Regions from separate parts of the Mus musculus genome. Here region 2 is linked to region 1. The links are chromatin contacts, called in public HiChIP or PLAC-seq maps. All regions are on one chromosome and are shown on one strand. Each heading gives the region's core, a stretch centred on a gene start, on an enhancer-like site or on the middle of the called end of the contact. The rest is flanking DNA. Distances are from core to core; before and after follow the strand shown.

Region 1 (5,056 bases), core at 1,159-3,658:
GTCTAACCCTCCTTTTGTGCTGGTTGAAGTGTGTCCTGTTTGCAATTGCAGTGATACTTCCTGAAGAATTGGGCTTGCTGTCTAACCCACATCCATGGGACACACACACTTGGCATGACTCATTACGGGAAGTAGAACACTTAAGAAGTGATAGTTGTGGCCAGCACCCAACTTCCATTATTCTAGGAGGGAAAAATAAACTCCGTGCCAAACTTATTAGTCAGACTTCTTTTTAGAGATAAGTAAGAGGAACTCGGTTTATGCTAGCTTAAGCAAAAAAAAGAGCAGACTTGTCTGCTTAACTGAGAAATCTAGAAACACTTCAGGCCATATTGCACACTGGTCAAGAGCTCTAATATGGAACTAGACCCATTCCCAGCTCTGGAGAGCCCAAGTTTAAACCTATTTGTAATGATTTAGTCTCTAAATTTCTCATGTCCGTTTATCTTAGTAGTTTCATTTATTTTTCCTACCTCAAAAGAGCCTCCCTTCCCCTGAAAGGACTTCCTTCATATATTAGGGAACACAGTTTGTTGGCAACTCACAACTCTGACATTTCAACTTAGCAACTCTAGCAGAAAACAGCCTTTTCTCTCCCAACTACCTCCTTGTTTGTCATGGGGGTTGGGGGAGACGACTTGTAATTGACTGCGGTGATAAAAAGCCCCACCCACTAGACCACTGATCCCAGAAAGGGTAGGATTCTAGGATGGTGAAGCCAAATGAAACCACAGGGAGAGCTGGCAGAGGAGTTAAGAGGGCTGCTGCTGTTCCAGAGGACTGGAGGTCAGTTCCCCACACTGGGCAGTGCACCACAGCCTGGAACTCCAGCTTCGGGAGATGCAGCACCTCTGGTCATTTGGGAACCTGCACTCACTCACATATACCCACATGCAAGCACACACACAATCTAAGATAATAATACATCTTTAATAACTAACACCAGGGAATAGAGGACTGATGTTCCAAATTAGAGACACTAATGACAGAAAATCACACGTCCTCACACAATAGGGTCAGCGCTTTGGGGGGTGGGGTAATTCAAAAGCCTCCTGTTCCCTTCCTTCTCTATGTTTGTGACTTCTGACTGACTAGAGTCTTTATGTGGTGTGCTTCAAGTCCTCAGATATAAACCGGTTAGGTAGTGGTAATGGATACAGTAGCAAATACCACGTACAGCTACAGTTTCTCCGTGCTTTGTATTTTTCAGATGAATGGAAACTCATTTGAGGAAGGTATTGCCCGGTGTTCGCTAATTTTTGCGAGTTCATTTGTGGAGCACATTAGGTTGTGTGAGCAGCCCTCTGGCTCATCCTAGTTAGAAAAACCAAGCACAAGCTATTGAATTGCCTAGAACAACCCCCAAAGGGCTTATTTGTGTGTATTGTGGCCAGATGCAAGCATGTGAACTACGTGAGGACCAGCAAATGAATCAGTTCCTGGAAAAAAAAAAAAAAGTGGCAGAGACCCACTCAGGAACAAGCACGCAGCAGGCGTCCACCTCTTCGAGCAGCAACACTAGAAACACCGCTCCATAGTCCTATCCTAAAGGATCCAAGAAATTCAGGGCCTAAAAAAACGATGTGCATGCAACCCTTCACCAACCACAGTACTGTGTGTGCAGGGTGGAAGGCGCAAAGGCCAGGAGGAGCTGTGCAGCCACTAGGAACTTGTTTGAAGACTGCGCTGCGCCGGATCATCCAGCTCCTATCCAGGCCCACCGCAGCCCCGGCCCCCAGCCCGTTCCGCTCCCTCAGCTTGGAACTCCGGGCCACGTTTTCGCGCTTGCTCTCCCACCCCCCTCCGCCAACACCGGGTTACTGCTCCCCCGCCAGGAGTAAACAAGCAGCCGGAGCCCGCAGCCAGTAAGCCGGGCCCCTGAGCCCAGTTTCCTGCGCCAGCCCTAGCAACAGGCCCCGCCCCCACGACAGGCCCCGCCCGCATGCCTTCTTCCACTCCCACCCCTCCGTTCCTTCTCTCGCCGGGTCCCGGAGCGCTAGAGGCCCGGAGCCTTCAGCCAGCCTCCTCCCAAGGGACCGCCCCGCCCACGCGGCCCCGCCCACGTGACTCGCGCTATGGGCCGGAGAGAAAAATAAGCTGGGGGCGTGGCCAGATCCCGTCCCGCCCCGCCCCGAGGCCTGCGCGGCCTGGCTCTGCTCCAGCCCGCGAGCCGGGCTGGGCTTCGTGGCGGCGTGTATGCCGCTTCTGTTTCTGCAGGCGCAACGCGCTTTGCTCCATCTTCCCTATAGCCTCTGCTCGGCTGAACCTCTTAAAGTCGCTGCCTGAGCCCCAGAATCGGCCTTTCGGTCCTTAAACGTATACATTCCGGCGGCGTAAACGCGCACCCCTGCGCGGTCAGGGTGGCGCTGGTCGCCCTTTCCTAGAAGGTGAGCGAACTTGAGGTTCAGGACTGAAGAGATCCACTGTCAGACTCCACCTCCTGTTGCTTCTGTCTGGTCTCTTACTGGTCAGTGTCAAATGACTGACCACTCCAAACCTGCAGCCCAGTCTCAGCCCCCGCCTCATCCGGGGACAGCACAACTGCTATAATGGAGCTAGGCATAGCTGGCAAAGAGAGGTGGGAGGCCTTCCCAGCAGTACTTTCTTGTGCCTGTGACAAGAGGAAGGATTGTTCAGGCCAGAATTCCGCAGCCCCTTTCTTCACCTACTTGTTATCTTAGGCAAATCTTTGCTGGATTCCAGAGATAACTTATAACCCGGAGGAGGAGCGACAGTAACTACCTAACAGAGATGATGCACAGAGTAACACCAGTAGATAAGGTGTTCAGAATAGGGATTGGCATCCAAGCTAATAAAAAAAAAAAAAAATCACTCAGGACTGGTCACACACTGTTGTCTTTTTAACGTGCTCCCTGCTAGTACCTGCAGCAGCCTGACAAGGCTTTAGGGGCCTGAAGTCAAGGTTTTTTGGGGGGAAGGATGGAGGAACAAACAGGGGATCTCTTTACAGGCTAAGGCAAATGCATCTTATGGCTAGTAACCCTTGAAATCTTGTGGGATTCAACCCAGACCTTGTTCCTGTTATTGTAGCCGTCCACCACTGAGCTACACCCCCATTCTTCTTTGTACAGATTAGTTTGAGAACTTGTGACTCTCTTTCCCAAACAGCTGAGCTTACAGACTTGAACTACCTGATCCAGCACCGAACACGTTTCTAAGTGGAAGGAATGTGCAGTGAACGATCTGTGGTGCCAAGGAAAGAGGTGTGGATGGTGGGGTCTGGAACAGGACGAAGATGGGAGTCTGAGAAAGAAGCTGGCCATAGACCCAGACAGGACAGGGAGACACTACAAGACCCTGGTCTTTTATTCTGACCCCTCATTCCATAAATTACACAAGTGATAGTGTGCTCAAGTTTCTTCAGATGGAGCCTTTTTGCTCTCTCTCCTTTATCAGGTCTCTCTATTAGCCTCAACTCCATCCTGTGGGTACTGGTGGTTAACAAATGTTTCAATGTGTGTTAAATGAAAACTTATATACATTACCCTCTGGGCCCATAACTTTATCTCCCTTCCTTCTTCCCTCCCTCCCTTCCTCCCTTCCTCCCTTCCTCCCTTCCTCCCTTCCTCCCTTCCTTCCTTCCTTCCTTCCTTCTTTCCTTCTTTTTTTATTTTATGAGGCAGAATTTCTCTGTACCCATACACCCATGCAGTCTCTCACACGTACACATAGAACAGAGATAAATCTTAAACATATTTAAAGGAATTTTTGCTTCCTTATGCAACTCCAGAATTATAGGAAGCCAAGAGAGGTATTACCTGGGGTATACAGCCAGTGAGACTTAGAACCAAGTTTCTGCTTCCCAGCTGACTGTTAGGGCCATCATGCAGGAGTTGGAAGGGAAAATAGTACAAAGGGTGGGAGCTGGAGCTGGGGAGAGTTCGGTGGGTAAGAGTGCACAAGCATGAGCACTGAGTTCAAATCCCAGTGTCTGCCTGTGTGAACACTTGTAAAACAGTACTTTGTTGGGGCATAGGATCACTGGGGCTTACTGACCTAGCTCCAGGTACATTAAAAAAATCCTGTCTCAAGGAAATAAGGCCAAGAGTCATAAAACAGGATATCCAATGTCCTGGTCTCTCACGCATGGCCACACACACATACATTTTCTCAATCTCTCTCTCTCTCTCTCTCTCTCTCTCTCTCTCTCTCTCTCTCTCACACACACACACACACACACACACACACACACACACACACTCACACTACACGGGACTTGCAAGAGCCAAGAGAACTTCATTCAGATATCAGGGACACTCACTACAAGAGAGGACCTGAGTGGTGGTCCTGGCTCAGTAAGATTTGGACCCCAGGGAAAGAGAAGTTGTGAGAGAGGAAGCGGCGTCTTACTAAGGCTGCAATGGGCGTTTATAGGGGCGAACAAGGAAACCAGTTGGCTTAGAAGAGAGGTTTGTGTTGAGTCTCGGTATGACAAGGTGTTGGAGGGTTGATGAGGCCAGATTTAGAGAAATTCTAACTTATGGGATAAATTTTGACCTTTGTCTATGGGTAATAAAGACAAAAAAACAACAACAACAACAACCCTGAAATCAGTGAACAGGGTGCTGAAGCAAGACTGGGTACCGGGCAGAGATCTGCCAGCTCGGTCTGATTTGCATCTTTTGCAGACAGTTGCTTGCTGTATAGTCATCTCCCACTCACAGGAGACGCTACCAACTAGTTTTCATCTATTTCATTTCCAAATGAACATGATATTGTCAGGGAGCAGAGAAGCTCCGGAGAGGGTGTTCAAGAGAAGCAGTATGCCTGCTGAAGACTAGATACTTTCATTGGGATATCTCATTTAACCCTCACCTTCTGTCGGGGTGTGCTACTTCCTCATTGACGCCCATAAAGTTAGACTCTTGCCAGCCTAGTGACTTTTATTAATAATCATTTTCATTTTAAAAAAATATTTATTTTAGTGTATGTGCCTGAGTGTATGTTTGTGCACCACATACACATAGGAACCTGAAGAGGTCAGGAGAGGTTGTCACATCCCCAGAACTGACAAATGGTTACTAATGGTTGTGAA
Region 2 (5,088 bases), core at 630-3,129, 150 kb before region 1:
GGATTCAAAGAATTGATCTTACTAGCACTGTGACAATAAAAATAAAATGGAAACTATTTCTTATCCCATGACATTGCACCTAGTTCTCACCGGGCTGGGCAAATCAGACCTTTTCTCAATTCCTGCTCTGCTGTGAAAGTGTTGATATCCTGGGAGATGGGGCTCAGAATAGGAAGGGAGTTCTTAGAGAGTCAAGGAGACATTGCCCTCTCCCTAGGAGGGAGAGAGTTTGTTTCACAATATAGCGTTCTGACAGTCGCATTGCGTGTGGAGCCTGTTGTCCTCTGTCTCCTCTGGGAGCATGCAGGAAGTCTCAGCCTTATCTGTGGATGCTCAGGCTCTTCTCGGGGGCTGCAGAGCATCTTATCTCCTGGGTGTTTGGGGGACAAGTAGAGGTGGAAGTACGGAAATGAATGAGGAATGGATGTTAAAAGCCTTAGAGAAATCTCCCAAGTGATGGGCAAATTACATCCTGCAAAAGCTGAAACATGAGTAAGTAGAAGCATATAGCTGTGTTATTCACCCCATAAACCATCCTGAGGGTCAAGTGTTACTCTCTCCGTTTATGGATGGGTCACATGGTTTTCTAAGAGGTACATGACTTGAAGTCACAATAAAACATAAAGCCTAGATTAGAACCCAAACGTGTCTGCCTCCTAGAGGACTGCACCCTTCCCCAAAGTCACAAGGACACAGAAATAGAAAGATCGCCTTCCTTGGGAGAGGAGAAGTAAGTCAGGAGATGGGGAGTATTGTGGTTGGACATCATTTCATTACCTAATTTGAGCATCCCACAAAGGTCCACTGGAATTGAAGGTTTGGTCCACAAGGTGGTATTTATTAGGAGATAATAGAAGATTACCATAATTGGTCCCATGTGAAGCAGGTCTTTGAATAACTCTAGAACCACTAATGGAAACTTAATCCATAGTCTAATGCCTAACAAAGAAGTCTCCAAACCCAAATGTTTGGTGGAGAAAAAAAAATGTCTAAAACGTGTTTTATAAATTTACCAATTTTCTACAAATCCTTCCAATAAATAGAAATTTTATTTTCTTACGTTCTTTTTAAAGTTGTCATTTCTAATTAAGATAGTACAAAAGAGGAAAATGACAAACCAGTATCCATATAGTTCAATTGTAGGTTCAAAAACTTCTACCAAAGTATTCACAAATGGAGCTTGGTATGATATAATTCCAGGACTTGGAAGACAAAGACAAGTGGGAGATTAGCAGAGGCTACATAGCTCAAGGCTAGCCTGGACTACCTAGCAGAATCCTGCTCCCTTCCCCATCCCCACCTCCCCCCAAAAAAAAGATAAAAGAAGGAAGGAAAAGAAAAAAAAGAAGAAAGAGAAGAAGAAATAGAATTTATCAATATAAAAGAAAATTTGACACGGTGACATTGTGGTTTATTTCAGGGCTGCCGTGAGCCTGGCTCAGTATTAAAACTAAGTCAATATAAGTGATCTTAATTAACAAACTGACGAAGAAAATCTACGAGGTCAAGTCCATTTAGAAAGGGCATTTGGCAAAGTGCAGGACCTATTCCCAACTTTGGAAGTAATCAGAAAAATAGGGATGGGAGAGTTTCCTTAATTACATGAAGATCTACAGAAGAGACCCCCACCCAGTAAACATCTTCCTCAGGGATAAAAGCGTTCCTTTAAACTTAATGGTCAATGTTAACTACCACAGGATCCCAGCAAGGGCCACGGTGCCTACTCTCTCCATTCTTATTCAGAACAGTTCTAGAAACTCTTGCCAACACATCGGAGGTCAGAAAAGGAAATGAGTCACACAGATCAGAAAGGTAGAGGAGAGATCAGACGGTATGACTTCTCCAGTGTAGACCACAAAAGATATGTCTAAGGAAAGAAACAGAGAAGCAATCAGTGAGTTTGGTCAGGTCATAGGTCACACTATAAACATAACAGTGGCAATGCACACCTTAAGATTAAAGATGCAGCACTGTTTACAGTCACTCGGAAGTGAAGTGCTGGGCTGGGGTGATGGCTCAGTGGTCAAGAGTGCTTCCTGCTCTTGCAGAGTTCTCGAGTCTACCTCCCAGTAGGTATGTGGCGTAGGCTCGTGCAGATACACACACATATGCACACACACGCATGCACACGCACAAACTCACAAACACACAGCAAGAGACATAAAAATAAATCTTTAAAAAATGAAAGGATATACATATTCCAATAAAATATATTAAAGGGTGCGCTAAAGTGTTCTGAATGCCGAGAAGAGAAAAGATGATGCCAGCAGAACGAGATGCAGACCATGTTCTTACACCAAGGACAGCAATAAAATGTCAGTTCTCCCCAAACTGATGGAGTTGCCACAACAAATTCCAGAAAGCCATCTCAGAGACACCAATAGCATTATAAAATCCACATGGAAAAGCAAAAGAACCACACTGGGTGAAGCCATTTCAGAAAGAGTAAACTGGGAAGGGATGAGACCATTCTGTAGTTACCAATCAGTACTGTGCAGTACTGGGTAAAGGGGTAGACACATAAATGAATGGACACACAGCATAACCAACTTAGAAACCATCCCCGCCCAGTGGATCTCATGGCAGCATTAGGGGCGGGGCTAAAGCAAGACAACGGCTGTATAAGTGAAGCCGACCTGGCTTATGGAGTCTGTCTCAAAACTCAAAATCAACCAGCCTACCAGAAACCAGAAGCAAATTCATATGAATATGCACAGTTGGTTTTCAACAAAACTGTGCGTGGAATCTGATGGATGTGGACCGCATCTTCTTCAGCTTATGGGGCCATAGCTATTGATATCCACGGGTTTAAAAGCTGAGCCCTGGCCTCGGCCCCATAGCTTACAATACAGAAATATAAAATCCCCAATGGATCACAAATTTCAGTGTGTGGCAGAAAGTATAAAACTCTTCAAAAACCTAGGAGAATGTTCAGGCTCCAGACAATGAGGTCTTGGATGATACTGGAACTCACCAAAGAAAAAATTTTAAGTTGTATGTGACTGAAGTTAAAAACATTTCCATTGCCAAAGACTCAACAGAAAGGATAAACAGATGGTGGAAAAAAATGTCTGTAAGCAAAAAACTGTCAAAGGACTAATTTAAAACATACAAGTAATGGCAAACTCCAAAGTAGATGATAACCCAAATGATCCAATAATTCATAGGAAAAAGATACTATATATACATATATAATACATATGCACATACATGCACACATATACATATTTATGCCATATATACATGTTTATGTGTGTGTTTGTATACATTAATGTTCATATTTATATACATACATTTTATGCATATATGCACATATCTATATATGTCATATATATGCATTTGCCATATGTATGTGCATATACTTTATGCATGTGTACATATTTATATAATTTGCCATATATAGAAATTGAAAAGATAATCAACATTATAAGCTACTAGGAAAATGCTAAATAAAATCACAATGAGATTATCATTGCACACTTATTAAAATGACTAAAATTTTTTAATATTATAGGCCTGGAGAGATGGCTCAGTGGATGAACTTGATACCGGGCTTTGGCTCCCAGCACCCACATTATAACTCACAACTGTCTGTAACTGCAGATCAAGGGGATCTGACAGCCTCTTCTGACCTCTGCAGGCACTGCAGGCATATGGTGCACTGACTTGCATGCAGGCAAAACTATACACATAAAACAAATATCTTCTTTAAAATAGTTACAGTAAGTTTGATGATTTGAGCACAAAATGTCCCCCACAATTTTGTGTGTTGAAGGTTTGGTCCCCATCTAGTGGTGCCATTTTGGGAAGTTATAGGTGTCTCTCCCATCCCCTGTTCCCTCCCCTGACTCCACCCGTCTTTGTCAAACTTCCTAGTTGCCATGAGATGAGCCCACCACATGCTTCCATTGCCATGATCATTCCAATTCAGACCCACAACATTGGACCCAGACGACCTTGGACTGAAACCAGGAACCCAAATACACCATTTCTCTCAGGTGTTTATCTCAGCCATAAAACCAAACCAGCACACCACGTGCTGGCAGCAGTGCACAGAAGCTGGGTCACGGGGACATTGCTGTTGTGAGTAGAGACCAACACAGCTACTCTAGAAGGCGATTTGGCAGTTTTTTAAAGCACTAAATACTTGGGATCACTGACTGCTTTTCCAGAGGACCCAAGTTCAACTCCCAGCGTGCATGTGACAGCTCACAACTGTCTGTAACCCCAAGATCTGACACCCTCACACAAACATACAGGCAAAACACCAATGCACATAAAATTTTAAAACATTAAAAAGCACTAAACACTCAATCGCCATACAGCCCAGCAGCTTCACTCCTGAGCAGTTATCTAAGGGAAATTAAAGCCTATGCTGCTGCAAAACTCGGCATAGGCGTCTTTATAACTGCTTTGTTTGTAATGGCACAAGCCTTTAAACATCTCGGATATCTTTCAGCAGGTAAATGGTTAGACACGCTGTGGTACATCCAAACAGAGTAGTTCTACTCAGCAATGGAAATAGCAAGGTTGGTAACTGTGGATGACCGTTATTAGAGAATTATGTTGTGTGAAAAAAATAACTCAAAGTGTTTCATGACCCATGGCCCATTTATACAATGTTCTTAAAATGATAAAACTATGGAAGTGGAAGATAGATTATTATGGAAGATAGATTAGTGAGGACCAGTTTGGCTCCAAAGGGGCTACCTAGAGTGTATTTATAGAGCTCATGAGACAGCTCAGTGTGTTTAGGTTTGACAACCTGAATGCCATTCAATATCACACGGTGGAAGAAGACAGACTTCTGAAAGTTGTCCTCTAAGCTCATCATGTACCAGGTGATACACATGTGCCCCACACACATACACACATGAACACAAACATACACACACACACACACACACACACAAAATAGGTGAATATATATGTGTGTGTGTGTGTGTGTGTGTGTGTGTGTGTGTGTGTGTGTGTGTGTGCGTGTGTGTGTGTGTACATATAATTTTACAGAGTTTTACATGGAACCTTTCTGGCCTCTGATGGTACCAGGCAGCTGCATGGTGCCTACACATACATGCAAGCACTAAC

What was found. HiChIP or PLAC-seq counts read pairs in DNA pulled down with a chosen protein or histone mark.
Region 2: a contact with region 1 is called in a BATF HiChIP or PLAC-seq map of CD8 T cells, with 7 read pairs. The contact joins two enhancer-like sites. A contact is called at or near these places in 1 of 39 promoter capture datasets (embryonic stem cells), 2 of 484 Hi-C or Micro-C datasets (embryonic stem cells and stem cell-derived primordial germ cell-like cells), 3 of 115 datasets of contacts at active chromatin or transcription factors (CD8 T cells, embryonic stem cells and pancreatic cancer cells) and 2 of 9 other capture datasets (adipose tissue and pancreatic islet).

What each region holds. Positions count from the first base shown.
Region 1 is chr14:65,340,778-65,345,833 of GRCm38.p6, reverse strand. No RefSeq gene overlaps it. Among named protein-coding and RNA genes, the nearest start is that of Zfp395, 15 kb to the left of the region's middle. Within about 2 kb of position 2,408, at least 394 of the 459 cell types and tissues checked have an H3K27ac peak or open chromatin away from gene starts, as enhancers often do. A contact at or near this core is called in CD8 T cells, where this site is marked.
Region 2 is chr14:65,487,187-65,492,274 of GRCm38.p6, reverse strand. No RefSeq gene overlaps it. Among named protein-coding and RNA genes, the nearest start is that of 9530047P18Rik, 24 kb to the right of the region's middle. Within about 2 kb of position 1,879, at least 6 of the 459 cell types and tissues checked have an H3K27ac peak or open chromatin away from gene starts, as enhancers often do. A contact at or near this core is called in CD8 T cells, where this site is marked.